Regions from separate parts of the Mus musculus genome. Here regions 2, 3, 4, 5, 6 and 7 are each linked to region 1. Evidence: chromatin contacts called from public HiChIP or PLAC-seq and promoter capture Hi-C data. All regions are on one chromosome and are shown on one strand. The core of a region is the stretch at or near the end of the contact, and the rest is flanking DNA. Distances in the headings are between cores, read along the strand shown.

Region 1 (2,756 bases), core at 159-2,658:
TGCAGTTCCCAAGATCACAAATAAAGGCGTCTCTCGTTTGCCGTTTTCTGAGTTTGTATTGATTGACAACTGCAGAATGGCAGCCTGTGAATTTGAATCCTGAGTGTAAAGATGTAGGCAAATCTGTAACCTGTTTGTGCTTGAGTCTCATCTGTTAGCACGGCACGAATCACAATAAATGGGGGCTGGAGATGCCACTCAGTTGGTAGAGTCATTGCCCGACATGAGTTGAAGGCCTGGGTTTGGTTCCTAGAACCAAACAGAACATGTATGGTAGCACAGGCAGGCAGATCAGGATTTGGAAGTGACTGAAGTTCGAGGACTGCCTGAGATACACGAATCCTCAGCTGCACAGCCAGTTGTCAGCCTCTTTGGGCTACAGGAAACCCTGTCTTAAAAAACTAACCACTAGCCGGGCGTGGTGGCCCACGCCTTTAATCCCAGCAGGCAGACAGATTTCTGAGTTCGAGGCCAGCCTAGTCTACAAAGTGAGTTCCAGGACAGCCAGGGCTATACAGAGAAACCCTGTCTCGAAAAACCAAAACAAACAAACAAACAAACGAACAAAAAAACTAACCAAAAAAACTAATCACCGCCAGGCGTGGTGGCACACACCTTTAATCCCAGCAGCACTCGGGAGGCAGAATCAGGCAGATTTCTGAGTTCGAGACCAGCCTGGTCTACAAAGTGAGTTCCAGGACAGCCAGGGCTACACAGAGAAACCCTGTCTCGAAAAACCAAAAACCAAACCAAACCAAACCAACCAACCAACCAAACAAAAAACCCCTAACTACCACTGTACAAGGGTCAGGCAGAAGAATTACATGTTCAGAGACTTTCTGGGGAATTTGGTGACACCCTCTTTCAAAAATAAAGTAAGGAGTGAGCTGGGAGGGTGGGGGGAATGGTGGTGTGCAGCTTGGAGGTACAACACTTGATATCAAGTATAATGCCTTGGGTTCAATACCGGCGACTGCAAACAAAAATCCCTGCTCCCGCCCCCCAACCCCCAACCATTCTCCAAGGGGTTGAGGCAGAAGGTTGAGAGTTCCAGGTCTGCTGCGACACTGAATTGTCGACCAGCAAGGCCATAGTGACTCGGCATCTCAAAAACAAATAGTAATACTTAAAAGATGCTGGGGCTCAGGGGTGGGGTGGGGTGGGGGAGCACAAGATGCAGTTCAGGGCTTGGTACCAGCCCTGGGCTGGATTCCTCACATTGCAAAGGTAAAGAGAGGCGTTAGATACCGTTCGGCGCCTGACCTTGATTTAATCACCAGATATGGTTTTCTTTTATTACCACCACCCGCGCCTTCCCGCCACCTTCCCTGGGCGTTTTCAGCCTGCTCCTCTTCGCACCCTCCCTCCCCGCAGGCGCGCTGCGCGACGCTGAGTCAAGCTGCGCCCAGTTTGGGCGGGGCCCGCGCCTGCGCACTGGCGTCTGCGGCGAGGTTGGGGGGTAGATTTATATTCGTCTGGTCAGCTGACGTTCTGCATTGCAGCCTGCGAAGTGAAGCGGCGCCATGTACGCCCTCGCCCTCTTCGCCAGCCTTCTGGCCACCGGTGAGCTTAGAAGGGTCCCCTGGTCTGGTAGAGAAGAACGCTATAGCGTCCCCTGGGTCCCGGGAACCGGGCAGTCCTGCGGTACCGGCCTCGCCCTCCGCTCGCTTCCCGGGGCGCGCTTAGGCAGGCCTCGCTGTGCGCAGGCGCAGATCGGGGCTGGTGGCGGAGGGGGACCTGTTCCAGATTCTCTGCACTGGGGGACCACTGGGAGGTGGGAGAGACGTCTTGTCCTGTGTGTGCAGGCCTTGTGCAAGGCCTTGCGGGTGACTGCGGTTCTCCCTGGGATGGAGGTTGGGAGAGGTCACTCGATGACCTCTTCCGTCGCTGTGTTGACTCTATCCTGGTGTAGGTGATAGACATGGCCTTGAAGCCCCATCCTGCAGGTCAGGTCGGCCCGTGACCTCTGTCCCAGACTGCACTCGTATGGGAGTTGCAGGAAGCGTCTTTGTGTCTGCCCCGGGCCGGGGGGTGATTTTTTTGGCTTCTGTGTGAACTCAGGAGCGTAGTAGGTCTTGGAGGGAATTGTGTAGTCCCGATTGCATTGGAACTCTTAATTTTTTTGTTTGATCTGGCAAAGCCATTGGCCAGCCTTTATTTTATAGCAAGTGTTTCTAAAATGATTTTTCTTAAAAGCACTGCAGGTTGGCAAGGCAGCGCCAGGGGACTCACACTTGGAAGGCATAGGTAGGAGGATTTTGAATTTGAGGTCAGCCTGTGCTACACAGAAAGCTCAAGGCTAGTCTGGACTGTGTATGAGATTTTTTTTTTTTTTTTTTTTGTGCAAGAAAAATGAAAAGAAACGCACTTGGTCCTGCTTGCTCTGTGTCATACATAACTCGTGAGTTCTGATTCACCCACACCACCAAAACCAGACTTCTTTTTCTCTCTCTCTGTAGTATGGGCCATTGAACTTGGATCGTAACACACGGTAAACGAACATCCTCTACTGAGTCACACTATACCCCTTACCTGTTTCCTTGGAAAAATTATTTCTAATACACATGTAGTTCATTTGACTGCCAGTCTAGTTAACTGGGTTCCTTCTTCCTTCTTAGGTAGATGGGAGGACCCTGATGGCCTTGGTCTAAAACTCCAGGCTCTGTGCCTCACGTCAAGGTCATACTGAAGAATGGTAGCTTGTCTTGACTGTCCACCATTGAGTTGTTGGTTGTCTATGATGACTGCAAACCACG
Region 2 (2,823 bases), core at 146-2,645, 400 kb before region 1:
CCATTCCCATCGCCAATACATCCTCCCTATATCAAACATCTAATATTCAAACTTCTCAGAGGGAGTTCCGACCCAGCTAAGTCTCCATGGCAGTTCTCCCAACACTCACCCCTCCTCTTCCCCTGCCCACCTCCTTTCCAACCCTGCTCCATCCCTCCCTCTACCCCTGTGACTATTTCATTTCCTCTTCTCAGTGAGATTCAAACATCCTTTCCTGGGCTCTTTTTGTTACTTAGCTTCTTTGGGTCTGTGGATTGTAGAATGGTTATCCTGTACTCTATCTATGGCTATAATCTACTTATAAGTGAGATACCATGTTTGTTTTTCTGAGTGTGGATTATCTCACTCGGATGATCTTTTCTAGTTGTGTGTGTGTGTGTGTGTGTGTTTATATGTTTTATATGTTTATGTTATATATTTATGCTTTATATATATGTATATGTGTGTGTATCTGCAACTCGATGAATATATATTCACCGAGTCTCACTTGATTATAACAGCTGCTCTTTAACTTTTGTTTGTGTCTGTTTCTCGAGACAGAGTTTCTCTTTGTACCTTTGGCTGTCCTGGAACTCACTTTGTAGACCAGGTTGGCCTTGAACTCAGAGTCCTTCTGCTTCCCAAGGGCTGGGATTGAAGGCTTACACCACCATCGCATTGCACCCTTTAACATTCATTTGGTTTATTGTAGTTTCTTGTGAAAGACCATAGTGCAAGGGCTAAGAAATAGCCAGGAGATTTAGCCTAGTGGAAGTCATTGGCAACCTTCACTAAGTTGCTGTCACTTAAGTGGGAGGTAGGCTGAGCTGCATCCTGACTGGTGTGACTCTGTAGTGACTCCTGTAAACTCCTCCTTAATCCCCGCAATAACTCACAACGAAAATCCTTATGCGGAGCCTTTCCATCTGTTATTTCCTCCAGTCGAACCACCCTTCCTCCAATCACATGTTCCTGTTTCTTTAGAGTTCAGAGCCTGTAAAATGAGTTTCTGATATATTAAGCTATCTTAAATGGTAGCCCTCCCTTCCATCCCTCTACTTTTCGATATTTGCCTTGACTGTGTCACTATCTGAATGTTTCCGTTTACTTGACTTCTCCCCACCCACGAAAGCTCTGTGAGGACACGGTTTTGTTTTGATACCACTGCCACATCAGACAGCAGCGTCTGACAATCGGTAAACATCTGTACGATTCACAGATAGTCGGACTGGAACGCAGAGGCTACCACCCGAACGTGCGCGCACACTCAACTTCAGCATTTGCGCTCTAGAGCGCCCGCGCGTTCTAGCGCCTCCGAACCGAACGCCCCTTTCTTAGGAGACATACGGTAGGGCTTCCGCCCGGGTTCAACCCTCACTCAAATCCCGGGAAGGAGGGGCGGAGGGTTATGTCATCCTTCCGCGCCGGCCTGCCCCGCGACGCGCCGGCGGCTGGCGCAGCCCTTCGCTCGCCCGGCCTCCCCCTCCCTGGTTCCGTGCTCGGGTTCCGCCATGGAATCCAACAAGGATGAAGCCGAGCGCTGTATCAGCATCGCCCTCAAGGCCATCCAAAGCAACCAGCCCGAGCGGGCGCTGCGCTTCCTGGAGAAGGCGCAGCGGCTCTACCCGACGCCACGAGTCAGCGGTGAGTGGGAGGCGCCGCAGGGACCGAAGGGGGCATTAGCACGGATCGGGGGACCACGGGAACGGACCGACGGGAGCAGTTGGCGGAGGGGGGAGGGGTGGCGAGGCGCGGCTACGCCTGCGCACTGGCGCGCGCGGGTGCTGCTGGGATTCGTAGTCCAGCGGTGCCGCGGTCTCTAGGATGCTGGCCCCCTGGAGACCCCCGAGGGCCCGGCTCCCAACCCCTTCCCAGTGCTTGTGGAGGCCTCTGGAATGTGAGGTTTCTGGGAAGGAGACGCGCTGGGAGACCCGGTGAAGAGGACTCTTGTGGACGCGAAAGCGAACTACTTCTCCCAGAGGGCTGTTCGGTGGCTCAGGGCCACTGGCCGGCCTGGGAAATATTATAGTTCAGGAAAATAAACATAACTATTCTAAGGGAGAATGGGTTCTAGAGAGGGAAGGAATTCATTCGCTCCAATCAGAGAACCCTTAGCGAAATAAGACATTCCAACTCGCAGTCCTTCCTGCAGTCTCTTGAAAGCGGTGTTTCGGAGTGGATGGATTGTTGAAGATCCCAGTGTCAGCCACCCTATCCCACCTTCTTCCTCAGCAAGCCCGGGTGGCGGGTCTTATGGACTGCTACGGCTGCTGAGCTCCAGGTAGCTAATAGCCTAGGTCTGAGACCTCCCAACCCAGGGAGGGAATAGTGATCTTGTCTTCGCTACCCAATCGTCTCACTTTACCTGGTAACCTCCCCCTCATTTTTGCGTTTGTAACCGAAGTGACCAAAGAAAATTTTAATACCAGCTGGGAAGGAGAAAGACACAGGATTTGTTTCTGTGGAGTTAGTAAACTCTCTGACATGTAGCAGACTTTCAGAATTAAGAGACCCACATCTCATCGTGAGCTTGGGTTTCCCCATCTGGAAGTTCAGGAAGTTGGAACAGATAATGTATATAAACAAGAATACCCATAGTGCTTTTCTGTGTAGAAAGTTCTTTCTCGTGTGTTTTGCCACCTGATCCTGTAAAGTCAGGAAGACAGAACACCACCCTTCTATCTTCTCAAGATGAGGAACTAACTCATCGATAAGCGTCTTAGGATGTGACACAGCTAGAAAGTGGAAAACCCTGAGATTCCATACGTGTTTATTAAAATGAAATGAAGACGCAGCAGCCAGCCTCTCACCTTCCCTGCCCAGGTTTGGAGTGCTGACCTTAGA
Region 3 (2,754 bases), core at 246-2,745, 420 kb after region 1:
GCATGTGCTGAAATGTTAAGGAATGGCTGCTAATACATACAGTCATACTATACACATCATTCTAGAACTTGCTTTTGTTTTGTAGCTTTGTCTCTATTGTCACACAGTGAACCTGTCCCCTCGTTACATCTGCATGTGTTCTAGTAGAGGACAGCTAGGATAAAACATCGATCTGCCAGGTCCCATATGGCTTTCCTGGTCTCAGGTATGGAGCTGGCCAAAGAATGAACAACAGGTCAGGGAGAAGGCAGAGCCCATGGGGACTGAGGGACACTGGGCAAGGCCTGCTCTTGTAGGCTCAGAGTCTCCCGCTAACTACACACAGAAACCAATTGCCCTTTATAAAAGAAGAGCGGGCTGAGTATAGTAGCACACACCTGTAATCCCAGCTATTTAAGAAGCTGAGGCAGGAGGATCACGATCCAAAAGTTAGCTTGGGCTGCCAATGAGTTCAAGGCTAGCCTTGATAATTTATCAAGATGTCGTCTCAAAGTAAAATTTAAAAGAGCTGATAAAGATAAAGAAAGATAAATCTTTATCATTGAGCATGGAAAGGTCTGGGTTTGAACCCCCAGTGCAGCAAACACAAAACACAAAAACACAAACAAAAACAGAAACAAAAAAGTACACCCTGGAGCAGACATCTGGGCCTCCTCTGGGCCATACTGCATCACACCACCTGAGAGAAGAGCCACTTCCATTTTAGCCAGGTTGTAAAGAACAGGAAGCGTGCTACGGAGCTCTAGATGTGGCTCAGAGAACAGAATTCAGTCTGACTCTGCCACAATCTGTCTGAAGGACCCTAAGCAGGTCACACACTCACCCAAGCCTCCTCATCATCAAGAATCATGGAGTGGAAGGTTGGGGGGGGCGGTGTCTTTCCTGCTTAGGGAGGTCTCAAATCATCTCATACTCTCAGAATCTTCTCAAAGAAGTTTAAGAGGGTTGCATCAACAAGCTCACTCAAGCTCTCCACAGCTCTATGATGCTGTGGCTTATAGTACTGTCCCCATTTCGCTGATGAGATCATTGAGGCCCAGTGGCTATTAACTGGACTGTAGGTAAGATAAATGAAGTGGAGGCTTCTGTAGCCCCAGATGTTAGCTTTTTACTCCCATGGGGGTCCAGTGGTCACGGGACAGCTCCCAAGGATAAAGACCTAGGGTGTCTTCATTTTGGAGCCATAAACCTATAGACACACAGAAGCAAGCGAGGGATGGCGGAGGTCGAGGGAAGGCATTCACAGGCTCCCAGCTGGTTTACTTAGAATGTTGGGTGCACACACCTCTTCTGTCCCCCACTTACCTGGCCACAGCTGCTCCGGCATGTCTCCCAACCAGCCCCCAGGAGGCTAAGCACCACGGGCAGGTGCATCTCAGGCACTATGGGGCATGAGGAAATGTACTACAGGTACTGGGAAGTGGTTGGTAGGAGTCTGAGGCTAGGTAGTGAGGCTCATAGTCATCCCTCACCAACTCTCCTCTGTGAGCCAGTGTGAGGTCCATGAGGATGAGCAGGAGAGGCTGGGCGTGATGGATGAGTGAGGACACATGGACCACCATTATGAGGAAACATAGACAGGAAGAGCCAGCATCCAGGCAGACATGCCATAAGAGCCCGCCACTGTCCATGGGGATCGTCCTGACCACTCCTGGCTGGAGGTACCTGCCTTGGACAAGGACATCCCATCAAACTCTCCTAATGTTCTAGAAATAAAACACCCGCACTCTGCAGGCGAGGAAAGGGCTGCGGACCAAGAGCCTGGGGCTACAGGCTTGTAATCTCAGCCACTCAAGAGTCTGGGGCAAGAAGACCATCAAGTAACCCCAGGCACCTTAGCAAGTCTCACCTCAAAACAACAAAAAGGGTCGAGGTTGCAGCTTGCTGTTAGGCTCTGGGCTCAATCCCCAACTCTGGGGGGAAAAAAAAAACTTAATTGTATAAGCTGGCCATGGCCAAGGACCAACCAAGAAGTAACATGTGATCCCAAATCACCCTAAGGAATCTCCCCAGATCCCGCCAGCCCTTTTTCTGACAAAGCCAAGTAGCTTTGGAAGAAAGCGGGGAAGCTGCTGTCCAGAGGCATCCGGGAAACTTAGAAGATACTGCCACCTGATGAGGGTTACCCAGGGCACAAAGGCTCCCAGTCCCCAGGGGAGTCCAGATCTGCAGTGCAGAGCACCACCTAGAGGCGGATCTCAGCACAGCACCCCCCTCCAGGCTGGGTGGAGAGCGGGCAAGAACCCCACAGAAATGTGGACCAAAACCACACCCTGCTGGTGTCCCCAGTGCCACCTGTCCCTCACTCTCTTCCCAAACCACCAGGTTGCCTGATTCCAGACTCACTGGGCCTGTGTCCCTAGCCCTGTCTCTAAATATGAACTGAAAATCACCTAAGGCTTAGGAACTGAGGTGGCTCAGCTGTGTGACGCTGGGCAAGTTGCTGCCTTTATCTGAGCCTCAACTCCTCCTCTGGTTATACTGGGTAGAAGAGAGGACAGATAAGTCTGGCTTTAAACTGAAACCATAACAATTAAGGTTAATTAACCTCTGTGTGCCTCGGTTGCTCATCTGGAAAATGGGTTGATGACCCAGTTATTTACTCTCTTCCATCAACCAAAGAAGAGCTTGGCTCCTGGGAGTGCCCTGTGAATGTTCCAGATAATCCCTACAGCCCATACTCTGGCTGTGGACTCCGTACCAGCCAAGAGCCCTGGTGGGTAGGACAGTACTCTCACTGAGGCCCACGAAGTG
Region 4 (2,700 bases), core at 17-2,516, 330 kb before region 1:
AACCCTCCCCGCACCCCACCCCAGGATGTAGTTCAACACTCTTCAATGAGCAGCTGCTCGGAGCTGTAGAGTTTCTTCTTGATGACTCTGAAGCCGGTACTTAGCGTCAGGGACTGGCTGTAACCAGGGACCAAGGAAGAGTTGGCAGAACTTAACAGCCCCTGGATCTTGGGCCAGAGGCGAGAGTCCAGACGCAGCACCAGGGTCAACTGAAAGGTGGGCACCAGGCTGGGGTCGAGGGCCAGCTGAGCCACGCTATGGCAGCTCTTGCCTTGCTCCACACACACGTCCAGCAGTGCCCCCCGCAGGCCGCACGGCTCACTGTATGCCAGGCGCAGGAGTTCCTTGCCCACCTGGCTCACCAGCTGGCTCGGCATGAGCAAACGCGCAGGGCGCCGCGAGCCCAATCGCGCCTGGGACAGGCTCTCCTGCAGCAGCTGCATCAGGTTGGCACACAGGTGCTCATCCTCGGGGTCACTGAGCAGCTCAAAGTCGGGCAGGGACACCCCATCCAGGTATGAGGAGTCTGGATAGAGAGAACACAGGGAAAGGGTATTGTATTAGAGCGCCTTCCACAGGAGCTGTACGGGCGGGGGAGGTGCAGTTTGCCTAAGCAAACAGTGTCCCTTTCCACTCCGTGCCTCAGTTTCCGCCCCGCAGTCTTGTCTTCTAACCCTAGAGTAATCTGTTTTTTCGTGCTGGGGTGGGAAGCCAAGGTGGCTTTGAGCCGATTCAGCTCGCTTCGTACCCACCTCCCGGGACCCCTCCCACCCCCCATCCCCGAACCCAATTCGGCCCCGGCTGAGTGCTCACCTTCCTCCGGCCCGAAGCCACTGTTGCTGCTGTCCAGGGACTCGCAGTCCGAGCTCTCCAGGCTCGCGCAGCGGTCAAGGCCCTCTTCTCTGGCTGCAGACCCCCAGGCGGAGCGCGGCGGCCGATCAGCGGCCGGAGTTCGAGACGAGGACGAAGAGGAAGAGGAGGACGAGAAACGATCCCAGAGGCTAGGCATGGCGGGGTCAGACGCCAGGACGCTGGCTGCTAAGGTCCGAATGAAGGCGCACAGAAGCCGCTGAAAGACAAGAGGGACAAGGATTTGGCGTCAGTGTCGGCGTTGCACAGGATTGAGGGCTCTGAGGCCCCAAGAGCCGAGGTCACTCCCCGACAAGATGTGCACACCCGGGAGGGACACTCACCAGCTAGCGCGGTCAGCGAAGATTGCGGACAAGAGCGCTCTGCCTCTCGAAGGGTGAGCGAACTGGTGCCAACCCCCGATCGCTGCCCGGACCTGTCCCTTCGAACCCTCTCGCACCTCCCCCCTGCCTGCTGCGATCCCTAGCACCAGCGAGCAGCAGCCTATAAGGGCTCTCCCGGCGAGGCCACGCCCCCTCCAGGTCGCAGCCCAATCGAGACCCGGGAGTGTGGCCCACCTCAGCCAATAGGCACCGGGCGCACGTTCGCAACGTTCTCTCCTGCCTGGTGACAGCGGCCTGGCCCCGCCCCCACGGAGCCCCAGAACGCTCCCGGCCGAACCCCTCTCCCCTCGCCTTAGCTTCGGCCACACCCCCTTTCTGGAAGGGATCCGAGGCGGCTTTCAGCAGCTGCCAAGGTCCCTGAGGGCGCTCGCGGTAGGGGAGGATCAAGGAAAGACTTGTTTATTATAGGGGCGCGTTGCTGGGGGAGGGGACGGCCCGTGACTGCACTGAAAAGAAGAGTTGGGGGACCTGGTGCGGCTTGAGCAGGGGAGAAAGGTACCCCTAGCTTCTGGGAGCCCAAGGGCCAAGGACACTACCGGGCGCACAACTGGATGCCCCATGGGACCGTGGCGCGGCGGCAGACGTTACTCCGTTGTCCCATGAGCATCAGTCCCACGCTGTCTTTGCTTCTGACACGCGATGCACTTTTGGTAATAGGTCCAAAGACAAGGCATCTCAGGGCCATCGGCTCCCACGTCCCCTCATCAGTGTTCCTGTTACTCTGCAGCCCCGGGGGAGCAGGGTGTAGGTTCAGGAGGACATCAAGTGCTTGCCAATTCGAGATTGTCCTCTAGCAGAGGGTTTGGGTAGGAGTTAGAGTTCACGGACTCCGATTCTTAGCGCCTGGTCCACGGCCAGGGAACAAGGGCTCACATCAAACCGACACAGTGACCCACCCGCAGGCCTTAGGGGGACAGAACACTGCAGGGCCAAGTGCCTCCCAAACCCACTGCGGCAGAGCCCCTGGCGTCCGCCGGGTCCTAGAACCCCTCCCATGCTTTGTGTTAAGGGGGGGAAAAGCGGCGGATCGGGGGTGGGGGGTGGGGTGGCAGGAGAATTCAATTCAATGGAACCCAGGACCGAGGTCTTTGGAAAAGTCCAAATGCAAGAGCCATATGGGGTTTCATCATTCAGGCGAGGCAACAGGAAATATAGCCTGGCAGCGATGCTCTAGGGCTGATAGCGATTTGTTTAGGGTAGGAGGAGATTCAGTCGGACTAGACCTGTTTTTTTGTTTTTTTTTTTGTTTTTTTTTTTTATAAAAAGGTTTGTTAATGTAGGACACTGGGACCCTGATGGAAGAAAAGACCAAACTTACATCAGACACTCTGGCCCGGCGGGCAGGAACCAAACCAGATCAGACAGGCAAGCATCACATCGCTACAGGGCAGGTTTGCTTTGACACATGACACTTGCCAGGGAAGTCAGGCCACTGTCCTTTCCAGCC
Region 5 (2,700 bases), core at 114-2,613, 360 kb after region 1:
CTCCCTAGCATCCTTTAATGAGCATGGAACAAGGCAGAATATGATTTCAGGAGAGGAAAAAAGTGTCGTTTTCTGCCAGGAAGTGGGTGGGGAGCGGAGGAGCTGAGAACTGAAGCCTTGACGGTGTGCCCGGATCTGTGCTGGGCACGTGTCGGATGTCATGTGTCACCGTCCATATGTCAGCACCCTGAATGAGGGCACCAGGCTGAGGCAGGGATCAGTCCCTGTTGGGGGTCATAGGCAGGCAGGCTGTCTTTTCTATACAGTTCCTGGTCTAATTTCAGAACATGCTATTTCCCAAACAGACCCAGATATTGACATTTGGGGGCTGAACGGCAGGCAATGCCATTCTGCTGCCTGAGTTCTCCAGCCCACCACACACATGCACCGAGCTAAGGAAGAGCACGGCCTCCAACAGAGCTGTTTGCATCTTCCGTGGAGTCAGGGGTGGGCATCTTCATTCTCCAAAGAGGCTGTCCACCCTGGGATCCTGGTTTTCTGAGGTCAGAGGCCTCATCTAGAAGAACGAATACACACACACACACACACACACACACACACACACCTCGCCTTCTATCTTCTCTTCCAGAGACTGTAAGAGTCTGTGTGAGACCCACAGCCTAACATTGGACAGAGCTTGGGGTGTCTTATAGAAGAGTTGGGGAGAAGATTGTGGGTCCTGGAGGGGATAGGAACTCCACAGGAAGACCAACAGAGTCAACTAACCTAGACTCTTGGGGGCTCACAGAGACTAAACTACCAACCAAAGAGTATATTGAGGCTGGACGGAGGCCCACGGCACATATGTAGCAGATGTGTAGCTTGGTTTTCATGTGGGTCCCCTCACAACTGGAGTAGGGGCTGTCCCTAAAGCTATTGCCTGCCTGTGGAATCTGTTCCCTTAACTGGGCTGCCTTGTCTGGCCTCAGTGGAAAAGGATGTGACTAGCCCCACAGAGACTTGATGTGACAAATGGGGGAGGGGTGATATCCAGGGGAGCCCCCACCCTCTCAGAGGAAAAGGGGAGGGATTATGTTTGAGGAGGATGGGGAGAGGGAGCAGTGATTAGGTTGTAAAATAAATAAATAAATAAATAAATGAATGGAAACAAATTAAAAAGTAAGAGGCTGAAGGAGGCCAGGGAAGACCTGGTGCTGTTGCTGTCTGCATGGCTTCAGGTCTGTTGCAGTGCCCTGCACAGGAGGAAGGGACATCCCCAGCTGAGCCGGTGGGGGGACAACCATCCTTGCCACGCAGCACATACCATTCAGTATTTCATCACAAAAGCATAACACTCTGCGAACTACACTAACCAGCCCTGCTGTACAGGAAGATGGATGCTCTGAGAGTGAAGTGAGTGCTCCCTTGGGGACCGACCAGGCTCAAGCACTTCCTCCATAGCCTGTGGCTGAATGCACCACAGAGTGCTCAGCCAGGAGCTTCGGCCACCCCAGCTTCAGAAGCCACCATCCCCTCCATGACATCCCACGTCCACAGATTCCTTGGGACTCCCTCGGTGACAAGTGTCAGTGGGGAAGCACCTAGAGAAGGAAAGCAGCTCTCTGTGCCTTAATTGACTATTAATTGTCCCTGTGCTTTTAATGAAGGCTGTCAGGAGTGATTATGGACTGCGTATGACCACTCTGTAAACACAGGAGGCGGGGCTGGGGGTGGAGCTTGCCCATAAGTAGAGTCATCTCTCCAGTGTCCTTCCTCGCTGACGTGCCTGCCTGGTACCTAGGAGGGACTCCAGCTGAGGTAAAGCGAGCATAACCTGTTTCCCAATCAGGAGGCCTGCAAGCCTGCAAGACAGGCAGAGAGGCTCCTGGGATCCCACACCTCGCTCCAAGGCAGTGGCTCTCAACCTTCCTAATGCTGCAACCCTTGAATGCAGTTCCTCACGGTGTGGTGATCCCCAGCCACTTCATAATTGCAATTTTACTACTGTTACAAATTGTAATGTAAATAGCTGTGTGTTCCAATGGTCTCAGGTGATCCCTGGGAAACAGTTGTTTGAACCTCCGAAGGGGGTTGCAACCCACAGATTGAGAACCACTGCTCTAAGGCTAGCTGTTGTCCAGGGCTGAATCACCCAGGCTGGATAAGGCAGCACTCTGATACTCAGGGGGTACAGCGGGGCTAACACAGCAGACCCAAGTGGGGTCTGCACCCCCTCCACACAGCAGCAGCATTAGCTAAGAATGTGCTAAGAACACAGGATCTCTGGCTAACCCTCCACCCCTCCGCCCTGAGCTTCTAAGTAAAATAAAACTAGGGGTCATAGGTCAGGACTGAAAATCTCTACAGGTGGCAAGGTGGGGGGGGGTGTCTTAAGCCTCCTCTAGTGTCAGACCTACTGGGAACAGGCAAGGCACGCAGTGACAGAGGCCTGCTATGCCTAGATTATAAGATAGGGAAACTGAGGCAGCCATTGCAAGGGCATGCAGCAGGAAGGAAACTAGTACTTCAGACTTGAGCCCTCCTTCAGGAGTGAGACTGTCAGCCTGCAGATATATTTCTGATTTCTGATACTGTCCACCCTTAGGTGGACAGCCTGGCCTCATTGCTAAGGATTTGGTCACCTTGGCAGGTTAGGGAATTCCCTGGACGATCAGAGATTCTGATGCAGAGACTCAGGATACTGCTGGGCAGGGGAGCCAAGCCAGCACAGCCATGATCACCTGACCACAGTCTCCAACC
Region 6 (2,700 bases), core at 166-2,665, 360 kb before region 1:
AAGTTGCTAGCCGGGTTAGGAGTGTGGTTCGTGGTACACATCTAGAAAGGAGCCCTGTGTTCGATCTTTGGCACCTCATAATCTGGGTGTGGTGGTACACACCCTGTCAGGACACTCAGGCAGTACAAGTGGGAGGATCAGACGTTCAAGGGCATCCTTGGTTCCTTAGTGAGTTCTAGCCTGTCTGGGATACAAGAGACGCTGGCTTTTTGTCGGTTTTTTTTTTTTTTTTCAGGTCAGAGTTTCTTTGTGCAGCCCTGGCTGTCTTTGGAACTTGCTCTCTGTAGACCAGGCTGGCTTCGAACTCACAGAGATCTACCTGCCTCTGTCTCCTGAGTGCTGGGATTTAAGGCGTGCAGTTTCTGAGACTCTAATTAATAAAAACAATAACAACAAAGCAAGCAGGCAACATAATTTCTACAACAGCAACAAAGTGGCTACTGCCAGGAAGGGGCCTGAGGGCTGAGACAGACAGAGGAGAAGTCAGGAGCAGGAGATGGTCCCCGTGGCAGGTAGGACAGCTTGAGTGAGGCCCCCAGATGTGGCAATGATGAGTGGGGTAGCCCCCAATTCAAAAATCAGGTCTCCAGCAGATAGAATGAAAGCATAGACTTGGGCTCACAGAGGCCAAGAGAAGGGGGACAGGAAGTGGCCAATGCTCAAACTGTGCCTCTGCTTTCCCCCCACAAGCCCCTGCGGCTGCGGACAGAATTCCCAAGCTTCTGGTTCATATCACAGTAGTCCACACAGTCTTTATACCCGTTCTTCCTAAGAAGGGTTGTGGACAGGTGATGGGCCTGACTCAAAGCTCTCAGCTGGTACTGTCTGTTCACAAGGCTATCTAACAGCGGGAGGGCGACACAGAAAGCCCAGGACCAGATTCTAGAGTGGAAACTCCAGTCCCAACAGCCCGGGTGGGTGGCTGTTCCCTCCTAAGCCTCGAAGCCTATAGGAAAGCCCTCACAGAGGTCATAACGCCCTCATGAAAGCCACATATGTTCACCTTCTGGAAGTAATTATTATTCCTATTTACAACGAAGCATCTGGTGCCCAGAGAGGTTAAATTCACTGCCCGAGATCTCGCAGCAGCAAGCAACGGTTGGTTGGCCCGCCCAGTTCAGAGGGAGGAGCATGTGATGTTCTTGTACCCGTGAACTCGGGAATACGTTTGGCAAAACCAGGGGGCTTTTGCGTGCACGAGCTGGAGGCCCAGCTGTGTTGGCAGGAGCTGATGCAAATGTGTGCGCACCCAGCTTAGACAGCGGCAAACAGCTCGTAGGAATGTGTTGATGGCGGGGTGTGGGGCGGTGCCACCATTGCCACGTGCATTTCTGCTGCCAGCCCAATGTTCTGCTCCCTGTTGATAAACAACAGTCTAAGCAAGCAAATAGACCAAGCAGGGGACAAAAGAAAAGCGAGCGAGCGGGCGGTGCTCTGGCCAGTAGGGGCGTGGCGCAGGGTGGCAGGCTAGCCAGGAGTGGCAGAGGGACTGGAAGTTCTGGCAGGTTGTTTTCTCAGCTGGGCGTGGCAGCCTGTGCCAAGCACCTGATGCCCGTAAACATGAAAACAGGGGTGAGGACACTGTGTCAGGAAGACGGTGTTCTTCCTGGGCTGTTAGACATAGGTTTCATTAGCAGCTGGAACCACGGCAAATACGTCATGCCTCCCAAGCCGGAGGATTCCTCAAAAGTCAGTCTCTTGGAAGAAGCTGAAGCTCCAAGCCCAGCAAGGCTCGTGATTGCTAACCCGAGCCTGCCATCTGGCACAGGCGTGGCCTGAAAGGACATCTGAATCCCGAGAGAGTTCTGGGGTTCTACTTCACCTCATTATTGCCTCCCAGAAACTCCTCCAGTAGCTTCCCTTCCATTAATTTAACTCTGCTCCATCTCTGAGCCTGCCTTGTTTCTCACCTCCACCTGGAAGCCCTCCAGGTCGTCCTAAGAAGTCTTCAGAAAGATCCCCCAAAGCTCACTGTTACTGTCTAGTGAGCTCCTGCAGGGCACTGGATGGGACGTAGTGAGGAGAGAGACCCCAGGAAGAGCCCCAGGGAGTGTTTACATAGGACTTCCAGCTCAGTGCTGGGGAGATGGCTCTGTTCGTAAGGTGCTGGCCATGCAAGCCTGGGGACCAGAGTTCCCATGGGGTTCATGGGAAATGCTGGGCATGGTGGCATGCTTCGGTAATCCCAGCACTGCAGAAGCAGAGGCACGCTGATGCTTAAGCCTGGGTGACTCAGGGAGTTTCTAAGCCAAGTGAGGGACCCTTGAAAATGACCCTCAAGGTTGACCTCTGGCAGCCCCTTGCAGGAATGCAGACACACACACGCACGCACACATACACACACGCACGCACACATACACACACGCACGCACACATACACACATGTACGCACGCACGCACGCGTGCACCATTACAATAAATAAAATATCTTCCTGTTCTGGGTGCACATCGATTAGCATGTGACAAGGACCAATAGAAGCCACTTAAACGTGGTGTTATATCAACAAGAGTGGTCTGGCCTGGTTTGGAAAGAGACATTAACACATGGGAGCAGACAAGCCACCCTGTCCCATTATGGTGGTTTGAATATGCTTGGCCCAAGGAGTGGCACTATTAGGAGGTGTGGCCTTGTTAGAGGAAGTGTTTCACTATGGGGGTGGGCTTTGAGACCCTCATCCTAGCTGCCTGGAAGCCAGTCTT
Region 7 (2,778 bases), core at 185-2,684, 460 kb after region 1:
CTAAAATCTCTGAAAACCCCAACAGCTGTCCACTTTAGGTGAATCTTGATTGAATGGGCATTGTCTCTGGGCATACCTATCTTTAAAGTCAACCGCAACAAACTAACTGCAAGGGAGGGGAACTCAGGGTCTTCTATGCTCCAGCACTTCAGAGAGGGACAGGGAGGGAGGGAGGGGAAGGGATGCTATGGAGGAAGAAATAGAGGGGATGGAGGGAGAGGAAGAAAGAGAAGGAGGGAGAGGAAGGAAAAGAAGGAGGGAGGGAGCGAGGGAGGGAGGGAAGGAGGAGGAAAGTCAACCAAGAGCTGACTATCTTGCTTTGGTCATGAACCCCAGATGAGCTCTGAGCTGCAGTAAGGCTTACACACACTAAGCATTTGCTGTGTAACAAACAGGAGGGATTTAAATGGATTAAGCCATTTAACTCTAAGCAAAGAAAAGGCAGCCTGTGAGTATTCAAGTGCTTAAGAAACGCAATGCACAATGGAGGAAAGAGATCACAGGAGCCAAGTGCAAAGCAGTGTGTGCACACGTGTAAAACCCTCATCCCCTCGACGATCAGGATGGAGGAGTCCAACACACACACACACACACACACACACTCACCATCCCAGGAGCTCGGTGCATCCCACTGGGAGCAACAGAAGGAGTGTGAAGGCTTTTTCACAGCTCCAAGCCCAAAGATCTGTGAGAATTTCCTGCTAGGTTCTTACAGTTGCTGCTGTTTGCCTAACCAGAAGAGAGATGAGTTTCACTGAGTTCCAGGGGAGGAGGCAGGATCTGCCTTGGGGACAATGGAAACTGCATGGCTGTAAGGAGAGGTCCTGGAGCGAGTGGTGGGGCTGTGGTCAGGCCTGGACAGAGGGTCTGACTGACAGCACAGAACAAAGATGAGAGGCATAAATGCCCCAGGTGCCCCCTGGGCTGTGGCACAGACCCTCTCGGGTCTCTTGAAGGCTGCAGAGGGCTTTGTGCTCTCTGGAAGGGGCGCCCTGACTGTAAGATGACAGCCTTGAAATTAAAATGATAATCGCAGCTCATCACCCGTGAGTCTTAGAAACAGCCTGCTGCCTCTCAGGTGCCCCTCATTGTCCCTGCCCTGATGGGCTCAGCAGAGCCTGGCCTGGGCTGGGCAGTCAGTCAATTACCTCCTGACACACTGGCTGAGCCCATGTGAGGCCAGGCAGGCCTCGGAGGGAAAGGAGAGAGTGAGGGACAAAGGCTAGAGGAGAAATGGAGAACCCTCTGTCCTTGGCAGGCTCCCTCCATCCCCTGGCCAGACCTGGAACTGTGGCTTTTTCCAAGGAAACTCAGAGTCCCTGGGTATTTTAGGGACAGGGATTTTCCAGATAACTGAATGTCCTGGTTTGCATACAGCCACAATGAAGACTGCCTTTTACAGTTGGGAAGCGTTTTTAGCCCTGACAACTACAGGAGGCCCAAGTCCCTTGCTGGTGACTAAGCCCCATTTCTGAAGGACAAGCCAGTGGTGGGGGAATGGGTTCAGGCTGGGCCATTGAGCCAGAAGCAGGGCCTGGCCTGCAGATGGTGATATGAAGTGGGCCTGGCACCTCCCATGCAAATGCGAAGATGGTATTTGCACTGTGTGTGTGTGTGTGTGTGTGTGTGTGTGTGTGTGTGTGTGTGTGTGAGAGAGAGAGAGAGAGAGAGAGAGTGAAAGAGAGAGGGAGAGAGATTGTGTGTGTGATTATGTTGTGTATGTAAGAGAGTGGGGGAGGGAGAGAAAGAGAGAGGGAGAGAGTGCATGAGAGAGAGAGAGAGAGAGAGAGAGAGAGAGAGAGAGAGAGAGAGAGAGAGAGACTGAAGCTAGGGCTCTGTACCTGATAGGCAAGCACTCTCCTCTTGAGCCCTAGGTTTCTTTATTTTGGGACACAGTCTCACCAAGTTATCCAGGCTGTCTTTGAACTCAATCTCTATCCAACCAAATCTTGAACTTTTGATCCTGTCTCTATAGCTGGGATTGCAGGCCCGGCCTGGTGGCAGACACTTAAGATGGCCCCATGACCTCTGCCAGGGGCATTCTCAGTCTGGGATGCTCTATTCACCAAGGGTGGGCTTCTAGCCAAGAGAGGTAAGCAAATGGGACAGGCACACAGGACTGAGTGCCCATCAGTACCAGATAGCATCTGACTAGGTTCTTCTTCTCAGCTGACTTTCAGGAGACAGGTGGCCTTCTGGGAAACCCCATACACCAAGGATCTGCAGGTGACCCCGAGCTGCTGAGGCTGGTCTCCTGTAAGAACGCAAGCTGGCGGGTGCCCAGCCACTAGGTACTAGATTCTGTCAGGAACCCAAGGGAGCTTGAATTGACCCTCCAATGGTTCAGCCTCATCAGTGAGAACCCGGCCAAGCCAAACCTGGACCTTGGGCCTGGCCTTGCCCTCAGGGGAACAAAGGTCAGCTTGCTGGGAACGCTGGTCCCTCCAGCCTCCCCTTGCCACCTCTCTGCGGGAATGCCCCATTCCAGTGAATGACACTTGATCTATGTGCTCGCCAGGCCCACCAAGCCTGTATACTGTCTGCTGTGTGGAAGGCGGAGTAACTCTCCCAGAAGGGTGCTAGGGGCAGGAAGTTGAATCAATGCCCCAGAGTTAACTCTGGCCAACGTGAGGTAGGAAGTGAAAAGATGCTCACACATGAAATCGCTAGTCTCTTCCTACCCTAACTGCAGTTCTGAAATGTGCTACAGTCCCCACGGCTGCTGGGGACACTGTCATGGAGCTGGGTATTAGCCGTCTTTGTTGCTGAGCTGTGGCC

Evidence for each region. Promoter capture Hi-C pulls out the DNA fragments that hold promoters and counts their contacts. HiChIP or PLAC-seq counts read pairs in DNA pulled down with a chosen protein or histone mark.
Region 2: a promoter capture Hi-C map of second pharyngeal arch cranial neural crest shows a contact between it and region 1. The contact joins the promoter of Dnajb12 here to the promoter of Psap in region 1. A contact is called at or near these places in 13 of 39 promoter capture datasets (the 3T3-L1 cell line, the C10 cell line, the HPC-7 cell line and 8 more), 1 of 15 datasets of contacts at CTCF or cohesin (large pre-B cells), 11 of 484 Hi-C or Micro-C datasets (B cells, the C10 cell line, CD4 T cells and 6 more), 6 of 115 datasets of contacts at active chromatin or transcription factors (the 230-238 cell line, T-cell acute lymphoblastic leukemia, bone marrow-derived macrophages and 2 more) and 1 of 9 other capture datasets (liver).
Region 3: a promoter capture Hi-C map of embryonic stem cells shows a contact between it and region 1, with 3 times the contacts expected there. The contact joins the promoter of Cdh23 here to the promoter of Psap in region 1. A contact is called at or near these places in 6 of 39 promoter capture datasets (embryonic stem cells, hippocampal neurons, liver and 2 more), 1 of 484 Hi-C or Micro-C datasets (B cells), 12 of 115 datasets of contacts at active chromatin or transcription factors (the NIH/3T3 cell line, acute myeloid leukemia, astrocytes and 9 more) and 3 of 9 other capture datasets (adipose tissue, embryonic stem cells and liver).
Region 4: an H3K4me3 HiChIP or PLAC-seq map of the SCID.adh cell line shows a contact between it and region 1, with 15 read pairs. The contact joins the promoter of Ddit4 here to the promoter of Psap in region 1. A contact is called at or near these places in 2 of 39 promoter capture datasets (the C10 cell line and pre-B cells), 2 of 484 Hi-C or Micro-C datasets (the N1E-115 cell line and cortical neurons), 9 of 115 datasets of contacts at active chromatin or transcription factors (the 230-238 cell line, the SCID.adh cell line, bone marrow-derived dendritic cells and 6 more) and 1 of 9 other capture datasets (pancreatic islet).
Region 5: a contact with region 1 is called in an H3K27ac HiChIP or PLAC-seq map of microglia, with 6 times the contacts expected there. The contact joins the enhancer-like site here to the promoter of Psap in region 1. A contact is called at or near these places in 2 of 39 promoter capture datasets (cranial neural crest and embryonic stem cells) and 4 of 115 datasets of contacts at active chromatin or transcription factors (bone marrow-derived dendritic cells, embryonic stem cells, large pre-B cells and 1 more).
Region 6: a contact with region 1 is called in an HNF4G HiChIP or PLAC-seq map of pancreatic cancer cells. The contact joins the enhancer-like site here to the promoter of Psap in region 1. A contact is called at or near these places in 1 of 484 Hi-C or Micro-C datasets (the N1E-115 cell line), 4 of 115 datasets of contacts at active chromatin or transcription factors (double positive thymocytes, embryonic stem cells, microglia and 1 more) and 2 of 9 other capture datasets (liver and pancreatic islet).
Region 7: a contact with region 1 is called in an H3K27ac HiChIP or PLAC-seq map of microglia, with 5 times the contacts expected there. The contact joins the enhancer-like site here to the promoter of Psap in region 1. A contact is called at or near these places in 7 of 39 promoter capture datasets (the C10 cell line, the HPC-7 cell line, cranial neural crest and 4 more), 2 of 484 Hi-C or Micro-C datasets (bone marrow-derived macrophages and nephron progenitors), 19 of 115 datasets of contacts at active chromatin or transcription factors (the 230-238 cell line, the NIH/3T3 cell line, T-cell acute lymphoblastic leukemia and 15 more) and 3 of 9 other capture datasets (embryonic stem cells, liver and macrophages).

What each region holds. Positions count from the first base shown.
Region 1 is chr10:60,276,220-60,278,975 of GRCm38.p6, forward strand. It overlaps Psap (prosaposin), which reads left to right and starts at 1,409. Exons shown (of 15, transcript NM_011179.3): 1 at 1,409-1,563. The coding sequence starts at 1,524.
Region 2 is chr10:59,878,188-59,881,010 of GRCm38.p6, forward strand. Dnajb12 (DnaJ heat shock protein family (Hsp40) member B12) reads left to right here and starts at 1,396. Exons shown (of 9, transcript NM_019965.3): 1 at 1,396-1,623. The coding sequence starts at 1,491.
Region 3 is chr10:60,694,995-60,697,748 of GRCm38.p6, forward strand. Cdh23 (cadherin 23 (otocadherin)) reads right to left here and starts at 1,496. Exons shown (of 71, transcript NM_023370.3): 1 at 1,306-1,496.
Region 4 is chr10:59,950,504-59,953,203 of GRCm38.p6, forward strand. Ddit4 (DNA-damage-inducible transcript 4) reads right to left here and starts at 1,267. Exons shown (of 3, transcript NM_029083.2): 1 at 1,194-1,267; 2 at 814-1,069; 3 at 1-526. The coding sequence starts at 1,009. The coding sequence ends at 33.
Region 5 is chr10:60,634,433-60,637,132 of GRCm38.p6, forward strand. The region is part of intron 4 of Cdh23 (cadherin 23 (otocadherin)); the gene reads right to left. Among named protein-coding and RNA genes, the nearest start is that of Gm51803, 51 kb to the right of the region's middle. Within about 2 kb of position 1,364, at least 33 of the 459 cell types and tissues checked have an H3K27ac peak or open chromatin away from gene starts, as enhancers often do. A contact at or near this core is called in microglia, where this site is marked.
Region 6 is chr10:59,919,841-59,922,540 of GRCm38.p6, forward strand. All of the region lies in intron 2 of Gm40673 (a long non-coding RNA gene), which reads left to right. Among named protein-coding and RNA genes, the nearest start is that of Gm40673, 12 kb to the left of the region's middle. Within about 2 kb of position 1,416, at least 247 of the 459 cell types and tissues checked have an H3K27ac peak or open chromatin away from gene starts, as enhancers often do. A contact at or near this core is called in the N1E-115 cell line, pancreatic cancer cells and pancreatic islet, where this site is marked.
Region 7 is chr10:60,731,312-60,734,089 of GRCm38.p6, forward strand. All of the region lies in intron 2 of Slc29a3 (solute carrier family 29 (nucleoside transporters), member 3), which reads right to left. Among named protein-coding and RNA genes, the nearest start is that of Slc29a3, 20 kb to the right of the region's middle. Within about 2 kb of position 1,435, at least 45 of the 459 cell types and tissues checked have an H3K27ac peak or open chromatin away from gene starts, as enhancers often do. A contact at or near this core is called in liver and microglia, where this site is marked.